Regions from separate parts of the Danio rerio genome. Here region 1 is linked to region 2. Evidence: chromatin contacts called from public Hi-C data. All regions are on one chromosome and are shown on one strand. The core of a region is the stretch at or near the end of the contact, and the rest is flanking DNA. Distances in the headings are between cores, read along the strand shown.

What was found. Hi-C and Micro-C count contacts between places; a contact is called where the count stands out from the background.
Region 1: a Hi-C map of embryo shows a contact between it and region 2, with 2.1 times the contacts expected there. The contact joins two enhancer-like sites. A contact is called at or near these places in 4 of 18 Hi-C or Micro-C datasets (caudal fin and embryo).

Annotation. Positions count from the first base shown.
Region 1 is chr15:23,967,636-23,972,706 of GRCz12tu, reverse strand. The region is part of intron 3 of LOC101886227 (ovostatin); the gene reads right to left. Among named protein-coding and RNA genes, the nearest start is that of mir125b-1, 58 kb to the right of the region's middle. Within about 2 kb of position 3,601, at least 6 of the 62 cell types and tissues checked have an H3K27ac peak or open chromatin away from gene starts, as enhancers often do.
Region 2 is chr15:23,787,566-23,792,346 of GRCz12tu, reverse strand. The region is part of intron 3 of LOC101886227 (ovostatin); the gene reads right to left. Among named protein-coding and RNA genes, the nearest start is that of ubash3bb, 49 kb to the right of the region's middle. Within about 2 kb of position 1,431, at least 11 of the 62 cell types and tissues checked have an H3K27ac peak or open chromatin away from gene starts, as enhancers often do.

The sequences.
Region 1 (5,071 bases), core at 2,352-4,851, 180 kb before region 2:
CTTCTTATTACTCTGTAAAAATAATATAAAATACTGTCTAGAAAGAAAGTCGTCATGTTTCTTGGAATACAATTTTAGAAAAACAGGTGAAAATGAAATAACTCCCCTTGGTAAAAGCCATTAGAATATAAATATGATTAAAACAACAAAGTTTAGTACATATCCACTGGATATGAACTATATTATGTTCATATCTATCTGCCTACTTCTGATTATTAATAGCAACCTTTACATATTCATCTATTGTAAATCTCTGTTCATAGTTAATGCATCCGGGATATCATTTTCATAGTACATTCACCTGTAAATATCACCATAGTTTTTCTATCATTTTTACTTTATAATGTATACCCATATCCAGCACTTGCTGCCATTTTACTCCAGGTTGGACCTAAACTGCATTTCGTTGCCTTGTTCTTGTACATGTGTAATGACAATAAAGTTGAATTTAATCTTATCTAATGAATTGGTAAGATTTCTGATTCAGCGTAAGTGATAAAAAAATAAAAATAAAGAATAATGCTTTAAATATGTTCTGTAAGCAAAATCCTGAAGTCTACAAATGCAAGTAAATCTAACGGAACAAAACAAAAGCTCACATTTGTATTTCAAGGGTGAAACAAGACATATGGTTGGCAAAATCTCAAAAGTACCATCGCCATGAAAAACCAATCAATCTCTCTGTAAAACCACCCCTAAAGACTTCTTTGTACACATGATGATGTTGTGGATATCCAGCACTGTCCAAGTCTAGTAGCGATTTTTATTGGACAGTTGTGCAGCTCCTCGCAGCCAATAGAAGTGAATAGCGCTCTTCCTCTCCTAGCAACAGGACCCTTACTTGCGCTAACCATGAGCTTATGGACAAATATTACATAACAAACAAAACCAACTTCACACTTCCTAACAACAGAGCACCCCCACCCTAATTCTTGTTCCCTTTTCAGTCCCAACTCCCAATTTGATGAATGCCTGCCAGGACCAAGCTCGGAAACATGGTAACCAGCTGTGCCCGGCTGGAACACCAGGGCAAAATCAGTCAATGAGCAGGTTAGTTGACGCACAAATTGGAAATTGTCCCTCTTTGGGCCTCTCAGACATATGGTGAAGCTTTGAAGCTGCACAGGGCCGCTCTGTCTCCTGTTTCACGTGGCCCGCCTCAGGTTGCTATGTTTAGCTTGGGAGAGGTGTCACCTAGTCTCCATCAGCACCAGCCAAATCTCCACAAACATTGGGCACAGTTGAGCTGGCTTACCACCTCCAGCCCAGCTGCTGATTCAGAGCCGCGGCGCTGTGAAGACGTCCCGTCTGAAACGGCGACAGGTACTGTGGATGTTAGTACGCCTTACCTGTCACTTCCAGAAATAACAGCGACTGATGCTCTCTTGCAAGCACCATTCGTCTCTTTTAGGTTCAGCCAAATGAGTCCAGACATTTGGGACATTGCTACTCACCAACGAGCGTGAGAAAGACAAACAAGAGGCCGCTCTCTTGATGGCATCCTCTATTCTGGACCGTTGGCGTGACATCTCAAACAAACTGCCGAAAGGGACGTCTCTTTGCTATTTACACTTTTTCAAAAGCACATTAATCTTCTGCAAGTCTTTCCCGTGTATTAGGCATCGCATGTTTATTGTACAGTCTGCAGATTTTTTTTTACAATTTATTAATTGTAAATATTTACAGAGGACTCCTGGCAAACCGAGGTATAGTTAGCACCTCTTTAACGCGCAGTATGTGGATGTAAAGTGGTGCCAAAAATACCCCCAACCACTTTCAGCCTCTTATAACACATCATGTCTAACCAAACTCGTGCATACTTTGTCATATTTCACATTCTGTTTGTTTTTGATCTGCATTATGGTTGCATAAACTAATATTTTAAATGTGTTTGCACCCGGTATTCACATGGGATTTCAGGTTTTGATTACAAGTTGATAATTGAGATGCTTTACCATTTCCACCTTGTTTTAAAGTCTGCATGAACCGGAAGCTTTGAAGGTTTTTTTTTTTTTTTTTGACAAGTCCTAGAGCTTTTCAACTGGCCTAGTTCGCAAGGCAATTTGTCCTGGCCCTCCAAAGAATGTGACCAAGACATCAAAATTAAATTTAGCAAGCAATGCGCTAGCGCCTTCTAGATGCGCCAAGTAGAAAACATCACATGCCATAGCGGTAAAAGTTGTGTGTGGCTTTCAGTACAACGTAAACAAAAGATATGTTTTTATTATTACAAATTATTAAAATGATTATGTATGTATGAACGCAGATGATAACAACAGTTCATTTAAATATTTACATAATATAAAGCTTCAATTTACATTAGACATGACATTCCTCATTTTGCAAGTCATATTTCTCCCGCCCCTCATTTGGGATATTCTTCATGAACTGGCCTCCATGGCAAACTAATTGAATAGCCCTGTCCTAGAGAAAAGGCATATCAAATGACAAAACAGTGGGCGTGGCTTGTTTTTTCAACTTTGAGATGAATGGATGTAGTAAAGTAGGCATTTCAACCAGAATGATCAGGAAAGGGGTTTTAGAAAAGTTGTCACAACCTCAGACACCTCCTGCTCACCATTTCAATTTACTGTCAAAACTGACAGTTGGAGAGGCGTGGTTTTGTAAGTTAGCCACACCCAATACGTCAGACAGACAGAAAATTTAAGATTACAACAAACAATTTCTTTTTTTAATGGCATGCACAGATGAATTCACCACAAAAATAGCAATGTGAGCTAACAAAATTGTATGGTTAGTTTTGATGTCATTTGTACTTTAAAGTCTGCGTGAACAGAAAGTGGCTGAGACTTTTATGTCAGTATGATGATGCAACAACTAATATGAAATATTAAAGGGCACCTATTTCACCCCTTCTTCAAGATTTAAAATGATTATTTTGTGTTTCTAGAATGTGTCTGTAATGTTTCAGCTTAAAACACCCATCAGATTATTTTTTATTATACCTTTTAGAAGTTTGACATTTTCAGCTCTGAGCTGTTTTTGTTGCCTGTGCTTATAATGCTAGTTCGTCCGACCACCGTTCCCTTGTACCTGTCAGAGTTTGCCTCAATTTCCGCCTCGGCTGCATCAGATAAACAGCACAGTGACAGACATAAAGGAAGCAGATCTCAGTTACGTTGGTGAAAAATACTAGAGTGAGAAATTTCCCAATGATTATTTGATGTGTTTGTTGTGGAGTTAATTCAAGCCTTTCTGCAACGATGAGTCACACGTCATTACAAAGTTCATGCACACTTTTCGTTTGCATATGTATTTGTTATTATTTTGTCTTCAATTCGCAAATTTAATACAATTAATTTTTGCTCATAAAATGATCATGCAAAGCGGATATCGAGATAACTTTATTCTGTCTGTAAAAAATAATAATCTCAAAGATGCTTCACACGTGTAGTGAGGTGATTTCAGTGAGGATGATTTACGCTTTTAATGTGAACACAGCGTCGCTTCCTCCATCTTTTGACAATTCATTATGAGCAACACATAGGAAACATAATGATTTCCTTGTCGGCGAGTGTGAGGATGGATGTTTCCTCTGCGGTGCTCAGCCGTGGCGGCGCCTGCCTGCTTCAGGACAGTGTGGATATTGTCATTTCCTCGCTGACTGAGCTCAGTCTCCCCCACCCTACTGTAGCAAACGACACCCTCACTTCATAAAAGACACATTTGTTTTAACTCTCGTGCCGTTCTCTATTGTTATGCGCTCCGAGTCGCATTTCTGCTTATTTTCAGATTCCCCGTTAAACAAAGGCTTTTGCATTGAGCAGGAGGAGAACAAACACATTTGTTAGATTGAAAACATCTTGGGTTTGTGTGACAATCGGGACATTGTGTACAAGAGTGATCGACAAAAATATAAAAGGCTGGTATTAAAAATATGGGGATTATATGCTGATGTTACCTATAGACTTCTTAAAGGGAAAGTTCACTCAAAACTGAAAATGTGTTCACTATTTACTCACCCTCAAGTGGTTTCAAACCTTTATGTGTCTCTTTTCTCAGTTAAACTCAAAAGAAGATATTTTGGAGAAAGCTGAAAAGCTGTGACTATTGACTTTGATAGAAGAAAAAGCAAATACTATAAAATTTAATGGCTACAGATTTCCAGCTTTCTTCAAAATATATTTTTTAGTGTTCAACAGAAGAAAGAAACTCAAACAGATTTGTTGCAAGTGAAGTGTGAGGAAATGACAGGATTTTCCCCTTTAACTAGCTGAACCTGCCTGTCATTTTCATTTCCTTCAGCTTAGACCCTTCAATAATCATAGGTTGCCACAGTAGAATGAACCGCCAACTTATCTAGCATATGTTTTACACAGCGGATGCCCTTCCAGCTGCAACCCAGTACTGAAAAACACCCATACACATGCATTCACACACCAATTTAGTTTATTCAATTCACCTACCACATGTCTTTGATACTGTTGGGGAAACCAAAGCACCCAAAAGAAACCCACACAAACACAGGGAGAACATGCAAACTCCAGACAGAAATGACAACTGATTAAGCTGGGACTCGAACCAGGAACCTTCTTGCTGTGAGGCCACAGTGCTAACCACTGAGCCTCCATGTCACCCCATTCTGAAGTCATATAACTATATTTTTTTCATGGTGATCAACATTGCAGTGTAGGTCCATATTTCTGGTAAAGTTTTCATTTAATGACTTGAAAATTTTGGTCGTACTCTCAAGTAATTAAATATTGGCTATGATATTTTTTAAATATACTCATATTCTCAAGGGCCTAAAATTAACGCTTGCCATGCACCAAATGTGAGTACAAATAAATGTTGCATACATGTTGCCAACAATGTTACTTGCCAGTTGGCTAGTAGCTTTTTTAATAATTCTGAGAATGTGATATGGTTTGGCATGATTATCAAATCGCAAACACTGCATAGTAATTATAAACGTAATCTAGTGCTTCATGTGATCACCTGAACACCTCATAATAACTTGTGTTATCATTGTTTGGAGAGGTGTTGTTTACAGTAAATGCTGCTCCACATAAATAAGCTTTGTGACACTTGTAAAAATAAAACATTCGAA
Region 2 (4,781 bases), core at 182-2,681:
TGTATTAAATGCGTTAAAATAGTATGATTTCTTCTTGATTTCCTGTGTGCCATGAAACCATGTCTGGTCACATAATAAAGTTTTTCCAAACACTCAACTGATGTTATAAAGTAAATTTAGAGCGTTGCCTGTATTGCACATGTGCTACTGTAGTACATTTATTCAGTGCACAGACCAATTGCAGGTGGATATCGCTACAAACCACATTTTTGGGGAACTCAAAAGACATTGATGTTTAATAAAAAAAATGTCATTTCAATTTATTGGATACACGTTTTGATTACTTAAAATAAAAAAAAAGAAGCCAGAAAAAAATTATTCCTAAAGTTATTGCGGCATTTTTAAAACAACCTACTTTTCATCAGGGTAACACATAGCCTACTGCAGTTGGGCAGTCTTAAAAATGTCATGTATGAGCATGTCTAATATGTCATATTTTATTTATGTTCTGTATGTGTCTGTGTATTTTGTCGCAAGGATTTGGCAAGTGTATACATCCATTCATTAATTTTCTTTTTGGCTTATTCCTTTTATTAATCTGTGGTCGCCACAGCGGAATGAACCACCAGCTTATCCAGCATAGAGTATGTTTCACGCAGCGGATGCCTTCCAGCTGCAACCCATCACTGGGAAACATCCATACACACTCATTCACACATATACACTAAGGCCAATTTAGCCTTCCCCTATACCATGTCTTTGGATTTGCGGGGGAAACCGGAGCACCCGGAAACCCACGCCAACACGAGGAAAACATCCAAACTTCACACAGAAATGCCAACTGACCCAGCTGAGGCTCGAACCAGCAACCTTCTTGCTGTAAGGCGACTGTGCTACCCACTGTGTCACAGTGACGCCAAGTGTATACAGTTCTCTAAAAAAATACTGAATAAAAATTTCATTACAAAAAAATGGAACTCAATTATTGGAAATTAAAACAGGAAAATTTGGAATAAAAAAACTTTAAAAAATTGGTGGAGGGTGGATTTCATAAGTTGTCTCATCTTACAACATACAAAATACCTCACAATGTAATATATTCCAAAAATTCATGTTGCATTGTTTATTCCATTTAAAACGATTTGAATTTTAAATGAATTAGCTAATATTACTGCCACAATTTCAAAAGTGTTTACACTAAATGTCAGTGTTTTGTCTAAATGAATAGCCTGATTAGTGTAGTGGGTGTCAGAGTGACAACAAAGGAGGGAATTAAACAGGGGAGGACTGCTCCAGATGATTGCAGATCAGTCTTTAAGGTCAAAGGTTATGGGAAAAGGGAGGTAAAATGAGCACTCGCGCTGAGGTGAAGGTGCTTGTCTGACTGGGCAAGAACAAAACGTTGAACTGAGGTGCAGAAAAGGGGGAGGAGGATTGTCATTACCGAGACCACAATAAAAGGTTTAAGCCTGTGACCCTTCAAAGCCAAAATAATGCCAATTAAGCTTAAAGAGACCCTAGCATGGGTTCAGCCAGTGGCTCTTAGACCTGCTTTAATGACCACTTCAGCCAGTCAAACAGCTCTTATTGTCCGTACGAGAAAAAACTACATCAAAAACAAAGGCGGTACATTTAGTGGCTTTCTCAGGTCACGCCTTACCATAACACTGACCGGCAAGCCAATACCCTGACCCTATGACTTTACCAAGTGAAAACAAATAAGAGAGTGGTTTAATTCTGAAATGCATGAAAGACAGCAGTTGCCTGTCTCATTGATGCTGAAAAGCATGTGGTTGTCTGTGCTTCATGTGTAAATAAATACAAAGAAATGACATATTTTGAGACAGCTAAATCTCAACAAATAATGTGTGGACTATTTCCATGTCAAGTAAATCAAAGAAAAATCCCATTTATGTGCATTTGCAAAGCCATTGCTAACCTCAAGAGCCTGGAACAAAGATCTGTGTCATCATCATCAGCAGCAGCATTCACAATCATCTGCAAGCAGAAATAAAAATATGTATCACATTTAACATATCTGCATTTTAGGATACTAATGATGCTCATTAAAAAAGCAGCAAACAGCAGATGGCAGTGTTGCCCTCATTGCTATTAGAATTTTTTCAAATTGAAATTATTTATATAGATTTAGTTTCTTTTTTAATATCAATCAGAATGTTTAAAGTTATATTTTATGTATTCCAGCTGTCGATAAAAAGAAACTGCAATTGCTCCTCACAGTGTTTTTTTTTATCTAAAAGACTAGGAGCACCTGCACAATCCCACAATAGACCTTTTGTGTGCAAGTCTGTGTCTAAAAACTGCCCTTGAACTAAATGAGCTTAACAACAAGCGAAAAGTAGAAAACTCACAGGTTCTACATTGTTGCTGTGTGAACCAATGAAGCCGCCGGTTGCATCTCGCCATATGAAGCTCTATTGCCTCCTGTTGGAAATAAATGGAAGTTTCTCATGTTTGATTTCATTTAGCTTGATTGGTATTGTGGTTATTTTCATTCCCTATTGCATTCAGACATTTTTTAACAGATTTTGATATCTATAATGTAGACAAAAATCACATTTCAAGACCCATATGATAGAATAAGTGTATATAACAGAAAAACATTTTCCTTTTTTTGTTTAATAAACTGCTTTTTTGCTCAAAGTTTTTACAAAATCTAATACACAAAATAATACCAATAATTAAATATACATATATGATAAAATTATCGTTAAAAATATTACTACATGAAACAAATAATGTAATTTATTCACAAAAAAATCTACTCTTTGTTTTCCCACCTGGATATAAAGTTAGAAAAATTAACAAACTTACCTGAAATGTTCTGATCAAAAAACAAAAAATAATAATAATCTGTGCCTAATTAAAATAAAATGTTCCACTTAAAAGACTACCAAACCTTTCCTTTTCCACATAGTGTGGCTGCACAAACTAGCTACGAACGAATAGTGATCAAGCAAATAAAACAGTATCAACACTGAGAAGACAATGTTATTCCAGTGAGACTTCTGTTGGCTCATAAATGGAGAGCCAGCAGCTCAGTGTCTTTACATCCTCTCTCTCTCTCTCTCTCTCTCTCTGTATGTGTGTGTGTGTGCGCGTGCTCCTTTCACTCCACGTATGCCTTAGCCATCGGCATTACACTAATATATGTCTTGTCTTTAAGAGGGCACTTCCCTTTTTTCTCTCTTTTTGACTGGAACTGAAATCAATGGTCACGCAATTACAGAATGTGGATTTGTCAAGCGATGTCTGGCTGCTAAAGTGCGTGTGGGGAGCACTATACAAATACCCAATAAGGAGTTCAATAAGAGCAGTAACACTGCTGATTGCCGACTACGGGCCCATCAAAACCAGACGGCCAGTTCCAGGTGTTTTATTCTGTGGAGAGGCAATATTGCATATTGGCAAAGAACATCAATGTTCACTCAAACGTCTCACAGCGGCCTATCGACTCTCCACCAGGGAGCAGAGTCAACCGTTTGGAAGTTATAGCTCCTTTCAAACTGTTTTAAGATAGGAACAAACGTTCAGAGCTGGAAAGTGCTGTCTCGAGAGGCTCCGTCACCGATAATTAGTGATCAATCACGAATTAGTTTAAAAGCTTGAAAAGAACACTGAGAGCATTATTAGATTGCAGAGATTCACTGCTCTCCAATAATGACTTGGATTTTTAGAGGAATGAAACCCTCCAATCGTTTGTCAGTCTCCTCTATTGCCAATCAGGCCCATTAATCAGGAGAAGGTCCAACCGGTCCACATCTGAAAGATTGCAGGTGCCAAACAGAAAGAAAGGGGGGAAAAGACTGCTTTTACAGCTTGTGTAATTAGAGGACATTAACACATGGAATCATCTTCTTCAGGTCCTTCTTTGTGTGCTAAGTATACTTTAAGTATTTAATATTGCTATCACCGAGTCATGAAATGCTACTAGGGCTTGAAAGAGTCATCAGAGAGTCATTTATGTCAGCTCTGGCACTGGAAGCTAAACAAAAAAGTATTTGCCAATATTGTTTTCACATATTACGTTTTAATTTTCAAAGCATGCTTACTAGTTTGTGTAGAGGTTTATAATTATGCTCCTTTAATGTAACATGTCTAGAATACTTCTATGTCTGACGACTGAAACACTTCCGAAAGGAGCTGACCTGAACTGACCAACTCAGGGTAATTGAACAAATGCATCAATGGAGCATTTATTCAATCTAATTTCAGGATGCTACCAGAGGGGATATTTATCGAAGAGAACAAATATGTTTAATGGATCTGATTAGCCTACAAATCACAGATCGAATAAAGACGCCTTACATCAAAGGTTAAACCAGGACTTAAATTAACGGTTTACTTATGATGTCCTCAAAAAACCCAAACACCCCTTGCTTTTACTTAGTGTCTTGGGTGGCCTTACAGATTGGGCCTTACTGATTCAGTCTGAGAAAAAAAGCAGCCATTATATACTTCTCATTTCAGTTATCTTAACACAAAGTTTTCTAAACTTGTTAATTTGACAGTTTGCTATTGATACACTGACATATTGGTGTAACTTTAATGTACAACTGAAAAATATGACGTAATTGATAAAGGCGCGAAACAACCAAGTAAAGTGTTCCGTGAATGAGATTGATTAAAGCCATCAATTAAGATTATGGTCTCTATACTTTAATTTTCAGTGTTTTTAAAGTAGGTTTTCGTAACTCATCCTGTCCCAAAACGGCTCTTGGCTTGATTTCATAGGCTACAGTATGGAATGATTAACGTTAACGTTACCTATTAGTATCCTGGGTCATCAATGTGTCATCAATGTGCACTAAAGTTAATAT